2 separate regions of the Mus musculus genome follow, and region 1 is linked to region 2. The links are chromatin contacts, called in public promoter capture Hi-C maps. All regions are on one chromosome and are shown on one strand. Each heading gives the region's core, a stretch centred on a gene start, on an enhancer-like site or on the middle of the called end of the contact. The rest is flanking DNA. Distances are from core to core; before and after follow the strand shown.

Region 1 (2,885 bases), core at 106-2,605, 100 kb before region 2:
TTGAGAAAATGCCTTACAGCTGGGTCTCATGGAGGCATTTCCTCAACTGAAGCTCCTTTTTCTGTGATAACTCCAGCTTGTGTCACGTTGACACAAAACCAGCCAGTACAACAGCCAAAAGGCACAAGTTCCATAGGTAAATAGGAAACATTCCATATATGCATACATGGATAGAAAACCTCTGCTTTGTAGAGAGGAACTTGGGAAATATTTGGATTATGTATAACGTCATATAATGCAGTCCATTGAACAACCTTTTAAAGGAGTTACCATTCTGAGCTAGATAAAACTACACAGTCAGGTCATGTGCCTCCCTGTAAAGGATACATTAATGAAGGGTCCTGCACAGCTCTGGGGTGGGGGATCCTTGTTAGTTCATATTGTTGTTCCTCCTATAGGGTTGCAGACCCCTTTAGCTCCTTGGCTACTTTCTCTAGCTCCTTCATTAGGTGCCCTGTGGTCTATCCAATAGATGACTGGGAGCATCCACTTCTGTATTTGCCAGGCATTGGCATAGCCTCACAAGAGATTGCTATATCAGGGTCCTGTCAGCAAAATCTTTCTGGCATATGCAATAGTGTCTGGGTTTGGTGGTTGTATATGGGATGGATCCCCAGGTGGGGCAGTCTCTGGATGGTCTTTCCTTTCATCTCAAGAGCTGAACTTAACTTTGTTCAATTATTAAAACCACCTGTGTGGTCTTGGCCCACTTCCTGTACTGTATGGGTTCCAATGTTCACAGGAATAGTTTTACCAGTTGTAGAATCTGATATATATATGACTCACACCGGGTATCAGTACAGAAGAACAAGAATTATTTATGTAGCATAGTGTTGAGCCAAAGCCATTACACCCAAAGGCTTTTACCTTAAACTAGCTCCCTATCCATCTTATTTAGAAATAAGGTCTCTATAAATAGCCCAATCCAACCTTGGATCCTGGGTCCTTCTTCCATAAGCCACCAGGCAGCTAAGAGCATAATAAGGCACATCAATGCTGGTTTGAAAAATCATCTTTAAAAGATATTTTTTTATTCCCACACTAGTGATTGCTTCGTCGTGCTGATTTTTTTTTTCAAGGAGTAGTAAGATTAAAATCACAACACATGGACAGGAAAGGACCTGAAACCCTAATATTTCTGTCAAAGGCTCGACTCATATTCATATATCTCATGTTGTGGATCTGGAGATGAAAACCAGCCTGACTTCCCAATGGCTGTCAAGCATAGTAGGCTTCTTTCTCTCATACACTCCTGTGGGTTGCCAGTGACAAATCCAGGAACAGCCCTAGCTGATTTCCGGGAAATTCTTCGCACAGACTTGTGGGAATTGTAGTCTGGCCACTGTGTCGTCACAGGGACCTGCTCCGGAAACAGTATTTAATTGAGTCTGAAAGTGTGCTGTTTCTCCAAAGTTGGGTGAGAGTGCTGTCCTGCTCAGCTCTCGAGTTGCATCGCTGACGTAGAGGTTGGTCCAGGGAGCAGCGCAGCCTGAGGCATTGTTCGAGGTGCGGGGATCCATCTGGCAGCGAGTAGAGCAGCGATGGGTGGGAGGTCGGGAGAAACTGACCTGCGCTGTCCTTACATTCTGGTCCATAAAGATACTGGTCAGGGCTGGGGAGAGGGCGTGTCTGACGGTGCCCTGATTGATGTTTGTCAGAACTCTGAGCACAACGCGAGTCTACCGTGGGCTTCTGGGACAGGAGTGCAGGATGGTTGCACGGGAGTGGGGTATGGTGTAAAGATCAGGCTTGGTGGGTCAGCTGACGAACTTGCATCTCAGGCGGTGCTGAGAGCTCACTTTCCCGCTTGGCTGGGGAGACTTTGTTACTAGCTGAACCTCACTCTCAGATGAATCTTGAGGTTTTCTCAGTTCATCTAAAATAGGTGGGTTTTCTGCCTCTCGAGCGTTTCACAGCACGCCGGTATGATCAAGGATTGTCATCGTTTTTCTCGGCCAGTCGGTGAATTAAACGGGTAAGAAAAAAATCAGAGACACAACAGGTCGTAGCTGGGAAATTCTGGGGCACCGTGGACAAATCTACCAGAATCACCTGATAAAGAAAAGCTTTGACTAGGGCTGAGGGAAAACAGGTGCGGTGGGCACATGGAGAGAAGCAACCACTGGCAGGCAGAGTGAGGGGTGGGGAAGCTGATGTCCCGCTTCACCTTCAGGGCTGGCGTTTCTTAAGCCTTTGAAGGGTTCCATCCCTAAGTTTTGGTTGATTACTTTTCAAGAAAGACAGGATGTCTACTTGGCCCACAACTGTTGTACAAACATTCTTCGATCTGGTCTTGAACTTGAGCCAGTCCATTAGCAGGGACCCCCGGAGCAGTGGGGGGAAAGCTCACCTTGTTTTAGGCTGCTAAGCGTTTGTGTGAGGTCAGCAGGGTGAGGGAGAACTTAAAGAACGTTATGCATTTATGTAATTTAAGGTAAACGGACCTCATTCCCATTCTGGAATTCTCCTTGTCTGAAGCAGCCACAGTGGTTTACACCCCTCCCTTGCTTTTCTGCCTCTTGCATGGCTTCTCCTTCCTTACACTGCACATCAAAGTGTGTAGAATGCATCTCTAGTTAGCCAAAACAGAAACCCTGCTCCTGCTCCTCACGTGGGGAATGAGAGCCAGATTTACATGTGGCATCAACCAGTGTACTGGCTAGTTTTGTGTCAACTTGACACAGGCTGGAGTTATCACAGAGAAAGGAGCTTCAGTTGGGGAAATGCCTCCACAAGATCCAGTTATAAGGCATTTTCTCAATGACTGCAACTTTTAAAGCCCCATAAGACAGAGTAATGAAAATCTGTGTTTCTCAAGTTTATCTCATGCATACGTATTTGGTTTCTATTCAATTCTGTCCAAATAACATCTGTAATTTTTCTCA
Region 2 (2,734 bases), core at 29-2,528:
ATTCGGTTGAGGTCATTATGGGAATTAATCTGTAAGGTTCCAGTGTTTATTTCAGCACCCATAGTCTATGCTTCTGTACTCTTAGAGGCTACTTTGGGTCTGTGTTCCACAGTGGAGTAGACTCCACTGCAGCTGATGTTTTAGTACCTGCCTTTAGTTCACAGGATCTAAGGAATGGCCAAGGCATTGACTCCATGTGATCCCCTGGCTGTTTTGTGAGCAGTCCCATGTACACTGATTTCTGAGGGCTCTCAGAAAGAAATCCTAGTTGCAGGTGAGGGTGGATACCAATTTAAAATGTTTGTGCTCTGTATACTCTTGTTTCTACAGTACAACTCAAAGCCTTTGCATTTATGTCTCAACTACATACAACAAGTTGGAGAAATGACTGGATGTGTGACCTGCTTTTATTACAGACACCTTTCTACCAACAGATCAACAGTAGTAGTCTCTGTTGGACATAGGTAGCCTGTTAGCTGGTTTTAATCAATGCCTCCTTGGGCTGCTTGTTGATCTCCTTTCCAATGTCTGAGAGTCTGGGGCATTAACTCGGGACAAGAGATTTAGAGGAATGTTAGATAGACACTTGCTTGGGTGTGGCTTGGGAATGTCAAATTTTATCTTCAGAGTCAACCTCCTTGGCCTGCTCAAACAGCATGTGTTCCTGTATATGTAATATTAGCAATGCCCTGGAGGAATTATTTCTATATATTCGAAAAGTAGAAACACAAACAACAGTATACAAGTTTGTTGGGGCAGAAACCAAGCCAGCTTTGTACCGCAAGTCCATTTGTCAAAAGTTACTGAGGAGCTAGGAGCATAGTCAGGCACACCAAGGTTGGTTTCAAACATCCTTTTATAAAGTTACGTTTCCTTCCCACGTAGGTTAGTGTATTGCTTTGTTATTTTAACGAACTACTAAGTCAACGTTTTTTGTTTTTTTGTTTTTTTCAAGAAGTAGTAATATTAAACTTACAACTAGAAATGACTTGTAAGCCATATGTTTCTGTCAAAGGCTCGACTCATATCCGTACATCTCCGATGTGGTTCTGGGGTCCGAAACCAAATGGGGTCGCATTACCCATAGCTTTTCTGCAGAAAAGGCTTCCTCCTTCAACCTTCTACTTTGTGTTACCATCCACGTACCTCTCCAAACAGTAGAAGTCACCCACCCTGGGTTCTGGGATTTCCTTCGCACAGACTTCTGGGAGATGTAGTCCGCACCGCTGTGACCACTGGGAGCCTTCCAGGAAATCCCCTTCTGACTTCAGGTTTGTACTTGTGCCTCTTCCTCAAAGTTGGGCGGAAATCCTATGCGGCTATCTATTCCAGTTGTCTCTGACAAGAAGGTTGGTCCAGTCAGCAGCGTTGCTTGGGGCTCTGTGCGGGGTCTGTGTCAGGGAGGTTGGTTCAAGGAAGCAGCATAGACTGGGGTGGGTGCCAGAGCAGGGCTCTGTCTTGGAGGGAGCGCTTCTGGGCTGGGTGGGAGGGCGGAAGCAGCTGCCAGGACTTGCTGTGCTGAACTGGCTGGGACCGCTGAGGCTGCAGTTTTGGAGTGAGGGGACTGGCCTTTTGGGATTGTGTCCTGAGTGAAGGTTTCCTTTAGAACACCGAGAGCAGCCCGAGTCTGCCTTGGTTCTCTGGTACACTGGAGCAGCTTGGTAGTGGGGGACTAGATTGCAAACTAATGGTGATGAGCTGACTACCTGCTCCTGAGAGAGTGCCAGAGCCCACAGACCTGCATTGCTGGAAACGCGCATTCCTGGCTGCCCCCATCTCACCTGGATGCTGCCAGAGTCCTTTGTGTCTTTAGAGTAAAAGGGTTTCTGGTCCCCGTGTACTCTGTAGCCAGCTTATAGCAATGGCCTTGAGGTCTGACTGTGTTCACTTTTCTCTGCCAGTAAAGAATTAAGAGAGGAAAAATCCGAGGTACTACAGGTGTCGTTTAGGGGAATTCTGGGACACTGCCAACAGATCTGCCTGAATGCACTGAAAATCTTGGACTAGGGTTGAAGAAACGCATGGAGTGGATACACTGGCAGGAATGTCTACAAGGCAGAGTGGGATCGAGACGAGCTCACATCATGTTTCACCTTGAGGGCTGTATTTTCTAAACTTTTGAAAGGACCTCCATCCCTACTTTACAGTTGAGAGTTTTAAAAAAAGAGATAATGTCCGCTTGGCCCACAATGGTTCCGGTCAACATGACATTATCAGGGCTTGGACTTGTTGAAGAAGTTTATGAACATTGTGTATATTTCTGCCAGTGTTTCTGTTATCTTGTAGCTTTGCTGCCCATGGTAATATGAGGTATAAAAGGGCGGTGAATAATAAACTTGAGGCTGCTGTGGTATTGACCAGCAGTCCTCCCAAGTCTATTTCTTGGCTCTGCATCTTTTTTCGGCCTCTCCTGTCTTTAATCCTCACTCCACACTCAGAGACTCTTTGACACTTGGCACAACCTAGGAGTTGCTGCTTCATGATCTGTGTTGTATGTATTTTAAGCACTGTGTAGTATAGACAGGCTGGTAGGGAATGGGGAGTCTGTATTGTTTGGAACCTGATCAGGAATCCATCGTTCTCTTTGCCTCTCTCTCATGTTTACTTCCCATCAATGTCCTGTTAATCTTTAGATCTGCCCGACTCTCTGAAAATTTATCTCTGATTGTCACTGACAGGAGATGCAAGAGTTCTTAAAACATCTGCGCTGTCCTTTCTGTTGCTCTAGACTTCC

What was found. Capture Hi-C pulls out chosen DNA fragments and counts their contacts.
Region 1: a promoter capture Hi-C map of liver shows a contact between it and region 2. The contact joins the promoter of Zfp58 here to the promoter of Zfp429 in region 2. A contact is called at or near these places in 12 of 39 promoter capture datasets (the 3T3-L1 cell line, cranial neural crest, erythroid cells and 7 more), 2 of 484 Hi-C or Micro-C datasets (cerebral cortex and uterus), 4 of 115 datasets of contacts at active chromatin or transcription factors (bone marrow-derived macrophages, craniofacial prominence, effector CD8 T cells and 1 more) and 4 of 9 other capture datasets (adipose tissue, liver, macrophages and 1 more).

Annotation. Positions count from the first base shown.
Region 1 is chr13:67,498,992-67,501,876 of GRCm38.p6, reverse strand. It overlaps Zfp58 (zinc finger protein 58), which reads left to right and starts at 1,355. Exons shown (of 4, transcript NM_001007575.2): 1 at 1,355-1,506.
Region 2 is chr13:67,398,311-67,401,044 of GRCm38.p6, reverse strand. Zfp429 (zinc finger protein 429) reads left to right here and starts at 1,278. Exons shown (of 4, transcript NM_001080941.1): 1 at 1,278-1,349. The coding sequence starts at 1,314.